Regions from separate parts of the Mus musculus genome. Here region 2 is linked to region 1. Evidence: chromatin contacts called from public promoter capture Hi-C data. All regions are on one chromosome and are shown on one strand. The core of a region is the stretch at or near the end of the contact, and the rest is flanking DNA. Distances in the headings are between cores, read along the strand shown.

Evidence for each region. Promoter capture Hi-C pulls out the DNA fragments that hold promoters and counts their contacts.
Region 2: a promoter capture Hi-C map of hippocampal neurons shows a contact between it and region 1, with 2.6 times the contacts expected there. The contact joins two enhancer-like sites. A contact is called at or near these places in 1 of 39 promoter capture datasets (hippocampal neurons), 2 of 15 datasets of contacts at CTCF or cohesin (large pre-B cells and pro-B cells), 1 of 115 datasets of contacts at active chromatin or transcription factors (kidney) and 1 of 9 other capture datasets (embryonic stem cells).

What each region holds. Positions count from the first base shown.
Region 1 is chr9:105,608,519-105,613,961 of GRCm38.p6, forward strand. No RefSeq gene overlaps it. Among named protein-coding and RNA genes, the nearest start is that of Pik3r4, 32 kb to the right of the region's middle. Within about 2 kb of position 3,708, at least 19 of the 459 cell types and tissues checked have an H3K27ac peak or open chromatin away from gene starts, as enhancers often do. A contact at or near this core is called in hippocampal neurons, where this site is marked.
Region 2 is chr9:105,990,327-105,995,505 of GRCm38.p6, forward strand. It overlaps Col6a4 (collagen, type VI, alpha 4), which reads right to left. Exons shown (of 38, transcript NM_026763.2): 38 at 1-508. The coding sequence ends at 453. Among named protein-coding and RNA genes, the nearest start is that of Col6a5, 32 kb to the left of the region's middle. Within about 2 kb of position 2,260, at least 8 of the 459 cell types and tissues checked have an H3K27ac peak or open chromatin away from gene starts, as enhancers often do. A contact at or near this core is called in hippocampal neurons, where this site is marked.

The DNA of each region.
Region 1 (5,443 bases), core at 2,458-4,957:
TAGGGCCTGGAAGGCGCTCTCCCGAGCAGGTGAAGCCACTGGACAATTAACAAAGATCGTCCAGGGACCTCAGGAGTCCTTCTCAGATTTTATGGCCAGAGAGACAGAGGCAGGCTCTTGCAGCCTACAAGGTCTTATTGTCCACCCTGGAGTTGTAGATCAGGATTGTAAAGGGGAACTTCAGGTTCTCTGTTCTTGTCCTCAAGTTGTCTTTTCTATATCACAAGGGGACAGAATAGCTCAACTAATAATTTTGCCAAGCCTACATGGCTGTTTTCCTTCCTCTGGTATTCCTTGAGCCGCCAGAGGGATTGGTTCTACTGAAAATGATTCTGATTACTTAATAATGCCTTTAGATTGTTGTCAAATTTTATCTACTCCTCATGTAGGGGTAAACCCTCGTGGCATCAGGCCATTACAGGTCTGACAAATGGATGTCACGCATATTTCCTCCTTTGGGAGAAATCAATATTTACATGTTTCTATTGACACCTGCTCTGGTGTAATGTTTGCCACACCTTTAACAGGAGAAAAAAGCCTCACATGTGATTCAACATTGTCTTGAGGCATGGAGTGCTTGGGGGAAACCCAAACTCCTTAAGACTGATAATGGACCAGCTTATACATCTCAAAAATTCCAGCAGTTCTGCCGTCAGATGGACGTGACCCACCTGACTGGACTTCCATACAACCCTCAAGGACAGGGTATTGTTGAGCGTGCGCATCGCACCCTCAAAGCCTATCTTATAAAACAGAAGAGGGGAATTGAGGAGACTCTACCCCGAGTACCAAGAGTGTCTGTGTCTATGGCACTCTTTACACTCAATTTTTTAAATATTGATGCTCATGGCCATACTGCGGCTGAACGTCATTGTTCAGAGCCAGATAGGCCCAATGAGATGGTTAAATGGAAAAATGTCCTTGATAATAAATGGTATGGCCCGGATCCTATTTTGATAAGATCCAGGGGAGCGGTTTGTGTTTTCCCACAGAATGAAGACAACCCATTTTGGATACCAGAAAGACTCACCCGAAAAATCCAGACTGACCAAGGGAATACTGATGTCCCTCGTCTTGGTGATGTCCAGGGCGTCAATAATAAAGAGAGAGCAGCGTTGGGGGATAATGTCGACATTTCCACTCCCAATGACGGTGATGTATAATGCTCAAGTATTCTCCTGCTTTTTTACCACTAACTAGGAACTGGGTTTGGCCTTGATTCAGACAGCCTTGGCTCTGTCTGGACAGGTCCAGACGACTGACACCATTAACACTTTGTCAGCCTCAGTGACTACAGTCATAGATAAACAGGCCTCAGCTAATGTCATTATACAGGGTGGTCTCATGCTGGTTAATCAACGCATAGATCTTGTCCAGAAACAACTAGATGTATTATGGCAAATAGCTCAGCTGGGATGTGAACAAAAGTTTCCGGGATTGTGTGTTACTTCCATTCAGTATGAGAAATCTACTAGGGCAGCTAATTTGTCAAAAAGTCTTTTTCAGTATATGTTACAGAATTGGACGGCTGAATTTGAACAGATCCTTCGGAAATTGAGACTTCAGGTCAACTCCACGCGCTTGGACCTGTCCCTGACCAAAGGATTACCCAATTGGATCTCCTCAGCATTTCCCTTCTTTAAAGAATGGGTGGGATTGATATTATTTGGAGATATACTTTGCTGTGGATTAGTGTTGCTTCTTTGGTTGGTCTGTAAGCTTAAGGCCCAAACTAGGAGAGACAAGGTGGTTATTGCCCAGGCACTTGCAGCTCTAGAACATGGTGCTTCCCCTGATATATCTATGCTTAAGCAATAGGTCGCTGGCCACTCAGCTCTTGCATCTCACGAGGCTAGTCTCATTGCACGGGATAGAGTGAGTGTGCTTCAGCAGCCCGAGAGAGTTGCACGGCTTAGCACTGCAGTAGAAGGGCTCTGCGGCATATATGAGCCTATTCTAGGGAGACATGTCATCTTTCAAGAAGGTTGAGTGTCCAAGTGTCCTTCTCTCCAGGTAAAACGACACGGGAGCAGGTCAGGGTTGCTCTGGGTAAAAGCCTGTGAGCCTAAGAGCTAATCCTGTACATGGCTCCTTTACCTGCACACTGGGGATTTGACCTCTATCTCCACTCTCATTAATATGGGTGGCCTATTGCTCTTATTAAAAGGAAAGGGGGAGATGTTGGGAGCCGCCCCCACATTCGCCATCACAAGATGGCGCTGACATCCTGTGTTCTAAGTGGTAAACAAATAATCTGCGCATGTGCCAAGGGTATTTTACCACTACATGTACTCTGCCTTTCCCGTGACGTCAACTCGGCCATGGGCTGCAGCCAATCAGGGAGTGATGCGTCCTAGGCGAAGGATAATTCTCCTTAAAGGGAACGGGGTTTCCGCCATTCTCTCTCTTGCTTGCGCTCTGGCGCTCTGCGCTCTGGCGCTCTGGCTCCTAAAGATGTAAGCAGGGGGCTTTCGTTTTTGGGGCTTGGGGCTTGCGCTCCTGCTCCTGAAGATGTAAGCAATAAAGTTTTGCCGCAGAAGATTCTGGTTTGTTGTGTCTTTCCTGGCCGGTCGTGAGAACGCGTTTAAGAGAGGGTGCCACCAAGACCAATGAGATTACAGGAGGGTGCCATCAAGACCAATGAGATTACAGGAGGGTGCCATCAAGGCCAACATACCTTCAACTTTAATAACAACTCAACTCATTCATTCATTCATGGTAAACACATTCATCAATAATAATTGAGGACCCACATGTGCCATGACTATTAGGCAGAAGACTATGAGGAAGTTAAGTGATTTTGAGTATCTGTCATTAAGGAGAGCAAAAAAGCTACACAACTAAATTAATTCAACAAAGTTTTCAAGTACAAGCAGAGAAGAGGGAAGAATGCCTCCACAGAGCAGTAGACGACAAGGAAAGGGGATTTTTGCTTTTACATTTTATTGATTTATTTTTAAGTTTTCCTTTACTTTTATTTTATGGGTATGGGTGTTTTGCTTTCATATATATTTAAACATCTATGCATACTATGCCAATGAGGGCAAAAGAAGGTGTTGCCTACTCTGGGGCTAGAATTACACATGATTGTAAGCACTGTGGGGGTGCTGGGAATTGAACCTCAATCCTCTGGAAGAGCAACCAGTGCTCTTAACTGCTGAGCTATGTCTCCAGCCTTCCAGTTCCTTCAAATTCTTTAAATATTTTTATTTTACTTTAAATTGTGTGTGTATATGTATGTGAGTATGTGTGTCTGTGTCTGTGTTTCCATGGGTATGTGTGGGTACGTGTGGAGATCAGAGGACAACTTTAGAATCCTTTATCTCATCCCATCTTTACAGGAGTCTAACCAGAGGTTGGACCCGTGTCCCTAGGCAGTGCAACAAGAGCCTTTACCCATTGCCTGGTCCCTTTAAATTCTAACAGGTAGTTATTGTTAGACCAAGCCAGGAAGTTGCTCCTTGGTTATGAAGGACGTGGAGAGGAAAGGCCTGGGAACGTGGTCAAGCAGGAGGTGTGTCTGAAACAATTGCTCTGTGTGGTTGTCCTCTCCACCTCTCCTCCTCCCAGATAACAGTGAAGCTTGAGGTTGCGCTCAGAGAAACGAGAGGAAGTTAGTTACAGCGCCTGGCTGGCTCAGGGAAGGATCCTCATGACCGCGTTGGTCGTCCATCTGGGCTAGTGTGAAGTTATTTTAAGGAGCTCTGCCAACTTGCACAGATGCGGCCACATTTGCCAGCTCCTACGTCTGGCTTGTTGGCTGGTTTCGCTCTTCCTTCTAGGTCATGTGGGCAGTCTTATCTTCAGTATTGTCTTGGCTATTATGCCCTATTTTCTTCTTAATCCTTCTTAAAAGGAGACCATTTCCACTGAGCCACATTCAAGCAGTAAAAACAAAAGATTTATCCATATGATACGGAACTCATTCCCTAGAAATCATATCTAGTTTGCTTTCCCTGTTGCTGTGCTAAAGCAATGAACAAATGCGTCTTGGGGAAGGAAGGGTTTATTTCAGTTTACAGTCCTTCACTGGGGGAAGTTAGGACAGGAACCCGTACAAGCAGAGGTAGGAAGAGCAGAGCAGTTCTTGGCACTGTGGTGTGGCAGTCAGGAAGCAGGAGGGAGGTAGAAAGGGAGGGAGCGAAGGGGGTTGGGGGAGAGAGAGAGGGAGCAGTGGGGGAGAGGGAGAATTTACAGGCTCTCCTTATTTTCCTTTTTTATTCCATCTACACTGGAGCCTAGGGGATGGTGACACCCACAGTCAGTGTGGCTGTTTCTTCTGTAGTCAATCTAATCGGGAAGGTGCCGTGCAGACACACCAGCAGGTGCACCTGGCTAATCTAGACATTTCTCAACCCAATCAAGTTGACAATGAAGCCGAACTAACACAAAGCCTTAAGGAGAGAGTCCAGAAAGGGTGATCCAGTCTTGATGATTCAACCGCAAGGGTGGCCAAAAGACACCAACTCACTGCCCCAGCTACTGGATTAATAGGTCACCCTTAAGTGCTGAAAGCATGCCCAGGACTGATACTTATCACCAAATGCATGCCAGAGCTTTGGCCCACTTGGCACGCAGCCCACAGCCTCTGCCTTGCTTTCCTGGTTGCGCTGCTAATTTGCATCCCACGCATCAGCAACTCTAAAGCGTGATGAGAATTCTGGCTGGAGCGAGCATGATTTATCTGTCTCCCCAGGAGTGACCATCTCACTGGCAAGGCAGCAGCACTTTTGTATCCTTGCCAAGGTTCACCACCAGGGAGAGATAATTAAAGCCAGGCATGAAGCGTTGAGGTCTTTTAAAGCCTCCCGTAATGCTACCTCTGCTTCAGGATTTGAAGGGGAATTCAAAGGTCACCCTCTAAGAAGCCAGAGAGCATCAAAACCAGCCACCTTTAAAGCACTTCTACTCATAACCCCCCCCCGAGAGACAGCTTATCATAATTCAAGGAACACCTGCCCATCTCTCTTCACATTCTCCTAATAAATTTCTTTTGCCCCTAGACAAAGATATCCTTTGTCACCTTGCCAAGTCCTTACCTACATCCTGGATCTACATTAGTAAAAGAGCACAGATGGATATTAATTGCTGGTATCAGAGAGCTTAGCCTTCTTGGATATGGGGAAAATAGCTACTTTATGGGTTAGGTCTTTCCTGGAATCCATAGTCAGGCAGGGTACACAGCTAAGTTGAATCTAAGATTTTAAACTAAGGAGGAAGATCCTGTTTTAAAGCTATATGTTCTGTTTTCTGAGAAATCCTGTCCCTGGGAGACTAAGGACAGGACAGTGAGGTCACTGGACCTGACAGAAGAGGGCAAGAGGTGGAGCTGTCGTGGAGAGCAGGAGAGGGGTGTGGTGTGGTACTCAATGTGGCTGAATGAAAATTCCAAACAAAGAGGTTTGGAAGTCAATGTCACTTCTGGGTGTGTGACACAGTATTG
Region 2 (5,179 bases), core at 1,010-3,509, 380 kb after region 1:
CAAACTGGACTTGATGGGGGTTTTTAACGATGGCACAAAGTTGGATTGGCAGGAGAGAGGGAGTGAATCTTGAAGGAGTCCAAGTATGGGTGAATATGACCAAAACACTTTGTACAAAGTTCTCCAAGAGCTAATTTTACAATGAGGGAAAAATAGAATTTAATCCTTCTCCGTTACAAATGATCTAGCCTAAGCCTTCACAGGCAGGAAAACAGTGGAGGGAGTTAGAATATCCAGGGCTACAGGGTGGGGTTTGTCAGTCATGAGCTGGGAAGCCTGTCTCAGCAAGGGTAACGCCAGTCTCACTGTCTCGCCGTTAAAGGAAGGGCGTCAGTTACAAGGCTTGGCCTACACCATGTCTCACACTCTTCTCTGGTTTCAGACTGGTTGGCCTTGCCCCCACAGTCCCCAAACCAGAGGCGGTAGCAAGCTTCTTCTTCCTGGCTGTAGTACTACTTCAAGACATAATTCAGGCACTCGCCTTCCTCAGGACCCATGGGACAAGGACCTGCAAGCAAACAGAGGAGAGAGAGCTGGGCTCAGGCACGATGGGTCTGATTGTCTCAAACACTGCAATTCCCTGCCTTCCCACCAACTGGCTGTGCGACCATGGGTAAGATAATGATCCTGTCTGAGCCTCGACTTCCTCAACCGTAAAGACAATACTTTTAAGCCTAATATCACAAGTGTAGTACAGTAAGTCACATGTTGCAACATATACCACGTGCATATAGATATAATTATCATTAGACATATATGGAACAAAGATGCATTATATACAACATATACATGTGAATGACGCTGCGATCCCTCACTTGCTTTGTTTCCTTTTACAAAACATCTCAGTCCTTTGCCCAACCCCAAACTTGACTCCTCCTGATAACATACAGAAATCCAGCTTATTTGTCCTGATAACATACAGAAATCCAGCTTATTTATCCTGATAACATACAGAAATCCAGCTTATTTATCATTTGTAGCATCCTGATTTTTTTACTCAAAAACTTAAGGTAGCCACTATAAAAATAAAAAAAACAAATATGGTATGCCTTGGAAGATTTTTTTTTAAATGGCATTGGGAATCAGCAGATCACAGCAGGGCAAGAGTTGGGAACTTCCGGATTTTCAGTCAGGGGCAGGTTTCCCAGGTGTGTCACCCCCTCCCTCCGCATGTCTTTGGAGACACTTTATATCTTGTGCACTGTGCTCATCCTGGGCCAACCCTGAAGGGCAGAATGCTGGCTGGAGTTCCCTCTGGAACTTCAGAGGACCCTAAATAGCAAAGACACCACACAGAGAGGAGGCAGCACAGTATACGATGCCCCCGCTGCCAGGAGCTGAGGATCAGCCACTCGGTGGCATCACACAGAGAGGGGGTGGCACACTGCATGATGCCCCTGCTGCCAGGAGCTGAGGACCAGCCACTCAGTGGTACAATCAACACCTGCCATCTTTCTAGGAGATGCCAGCACCCATGAGGATGGAAACACTTGATCCTAAAGGAACTGCTAGGATTGTTCTGTGCCTGGGGCAGGCACACTTGGATGTATCATTGTATGGTTCTCTTCTCAGGGTAGGGTATCAGGAAAAAGGACACACGGTCAAAGCCTTGTGGGAGTCAACCGAGAAACACTGAGAAGCCAACAGCCAGCTGTTCTGTCTTGACCTGACCTGGAGACTTGCAGCACTCCTCAGCTCTGCCAAAGCCGATCTACTTAGAACCCACAAACCAAGGACTTGTCACATCAGCTTGGGCCCTTGTCTTTAGAAGCCCCACTTTGCCTGGGTGGAAAGAAGCCACTTTTCCTAGATTACATATCTGGAATGGTGTCATGCAGCTGAACTTTCTTCAGTGACACAAACATCTGGATCGATAGGAAATCTATGCTGATCAACACCCGTGCCCACATGACTGCTGAGCATCTGAAGTGAGTCTGGGCCCGCCAAGATACCGAAACTTTAATTGTACTGAATTTTAAAATACTTCCACTTAACCAGCCTCTAGTGCTTACTGCCTTAGTCGGAACTATGGGTGAGTCCTCGCCACTTCCATCTAAGCAGCCGACACTCTTGCCTGAAGCCTAACAACACCCAGTATTTCTTACAGCCCTGAGCTTGCTTTATTAGTATGGTATGACATCAGAGAACAATAAGCTTTTACTCAAGCAATTACTGAAAACCCCTAATCTTGTATTAGGCATTGTTTTCCCATGAATATTAACATTTGCCTTCTTGGCAGATGCTGCCGCAGTGCCCAGGATTTTACTCAAGTCTGTGGAATCCAGGGACGTCGGGAACAGGGTGTGTGGGAAGGAGAGTGCTGGTGGGTGTAACGAGCAGCTACAGTGAAATTGCAGCTTCACTGAAGTCCAGGCTTGTTCTATCGCCCAGTATAGATGTTTTACAATATAACCCTACCTGGAAGGGGGAAAAAAACTCTGAGTGCTTGAGAGATAACGCCAAAATTGAAAATGTTTCAAGATCATCCTGGCTTGTGTGAATAGAGATAGCACTTGTCTAAAATTCTTCACAAGCAGGGCAATAGCGGGGTGCAGGCTTCATGGCAGAATCCAGCAACAACAGGAGGATACAAAGGAGGCCATGAAAATTTCATAAGGGCACAGAGAGGGCCCCGAGGAGGGATAAACTTGAGCCCAGTGGTAATGAATGAGCAGAGGCAGGCAGGTGAGAGTGAGCTGGGCCACAGAGGCTGGAACCAAGTACCAGGACCCAAGGACCAACTGTGACTCCTGTAAACATGACATACAGGAACACGGCAGCCATCAAGGCTCTAGAGCCTCTGGGCATGGGTCAACCTTAAGGGGCCTGTGTTCCTCACACAGGAAGGACATATGATAAGAAATGACATGACCCAATCTGCATTCTCACAGGGGTGCAGAATGAAGTTGTACAAAGGAAAAGTCAAGAAAAACATATCAGAGAAGAAAGGGAGAGTAAGAGAAAGATAGGGAGGGGCTGATGTTCTACGCCTGGCTCAAGAATGGTTGTCCACTCCAATGCAGACTGCTGTCCACAAAGCCAAGGGACAAGCAGGAGTCTGAAAAGGAAGGGGACAGTCATCAGTGGCAGAGTCCCCAAGCAACTCGAGGCTATGGGGTCTGAAAGAGCAGTTTTGTCTGTCTCAGCAATTCAGAACAAGATGGAGACTGGCCAGCTCTTTTCTCCAATGGGAGAAGATGGGGTGGGCGGGGCAAGAGAAAGGAAGTTGAAGGTTTGACTGTTTACCTTTATTTCTTTTGAAAAGTGCAAAAGGAGTAACTATGGGAAGGGAAAATGGAGGAGGGGGCTTGAGGTTGTTATGAGGGCTAAGAATAGCCTTGGAGTGCAGGAGGAGAAAGAGCAGACACAGCCAAGCAGCAGAGTGGCTGAGGGGGACTGGGGACCTGCAGGCGTCAGGTTTATGGATAGGCCTAGATTAGATGGCCAGGCAGCAGTCCTCCATCATTCTGACCTTGGTTTGGGGACTAACCTGCCTCAGAGCAGCCGCCATTGTTGACTAAGCTGAGGAATCACCTGTAAGTCCCCCACCCACAGACTGCTCAGAGGAGAATGTCCCTCGATTCCCAGGTGATGAGCGGCAGTTGAATACTCAGCCCTAAATAAGATGTTTACACCATTTCCTCTATGGCTCAGGAAGGTCACCAAAGAAGGGGTGGGGAGAACACAAGAGCCAGAAGACCAAGAGGAGAGCTGAGATCCGCCATCTTCTGAATTCAACGCAGCCACTACAATCAGGAACCGAGGCTGCCTGAACTGAGCCTGCGCAAGACTCTCCCTGTCAACAGTCGGCCATAAAAGGAGAGAAGCCCAGGAAGCCCTGGCCCTCCAAGCTGAACTTTCATCGTCTGGAAGAGTCATCGTCTTCAGTTGCACGCCCATGGCTCAGCCCACCAGGTTCAAACGGATAGCTCCAAACCCATAACTCACACCGATGGCTGTGGTTAAACTTGGTGGATTTCAGAATGTGAAAGGGGGCTTTGTGGGACAGAGAAGACAGTTGATAGAAGAGAAATGACAGAGGGTGGGGGGTCGAGAGTAAACAGAATGCATGATACACATTTATAAAATTGTCAAGGAACAGGCTTAATTAGTAAGAAAAGATTCGCAGGTGATTTCCGATGTATATCCAGGTCTAAAACAGTTACCTCAGTAAGATTAGCTGAAGATAGTCTGTACTGAAAACATAATCTGCATGTGAGTTCTTCTGATGCCCATTTTAACCTATAGAGGGGAAGTCACTGCTGTGAGGAAGGGAAGTCACTGCTATGAGGAGGGGAAGTCACTGCTGTGAGCACCTACTCTTGAACCACCAAGTTCTGTTGCTCCTCCTGGATGCTTTGGAGTCTAACAGGTAACTAACTACACATGGCATCCTCACCCTTACAGCTAAGAGTGCTGTGTGCTTAGCAGGCGCTCAACGCAGAACATCAAGCTTTATCCTCAGAACAACCCTAAGAAAAAAAGCACTCATCTAATTCAGAGCCATGAGCCACAGAGAAATTGCATTGTTCCTGTGGCCACCTCACCAGCAGCCATAAGTGTCCCTCGAGAATCATGCAACACATCTCCTCTTATCTAAATAGGACTAGCCCCACCCCCAGCTCATAGAAACTCCACCTTCTCGTATGACTTTTGAGAATGCCAAGGTTGGGGTCTAGAGAAATGGCTTGGTAGTTAAAGAGCACTGGGTGCGTTTCTAGGGGACCTGGGTTCAATTCCCACCATCCACATAGTGGGCCACAATTGTCCCTAACCCCAGCTCCTGAGGATCTAACGCCCTCTTCTGGCCTCCAAGGGCACTGCACTCGTAGTGCATGCATACATACATACAGGCACTCTCACACAAACAGAAAATAAAAAAAAACAAAACTCTTCAGAAAGCATTACAGTCAAGTCCCCCCATGTCTCTCACTAATGTGTTTACTGTTCCGCTTAATCCACCAAGCACAGATAAGACATAACACTTCTACACGTTGTGATCTAAAACCTATCTACAGCTGTTTTAAAATGTTCCTTAAATGAAAGATAGCTCAGAGGTTAAGAGCACTGACTGCTCTTCCAGAGGCCCTGAGTTCAATTCCCAGCAACCATATGGTGGCTCGCAACCATCTATAGTGAGATCTGGTGCCCTCTTCTGGCCTGCAGGCATACACACAGG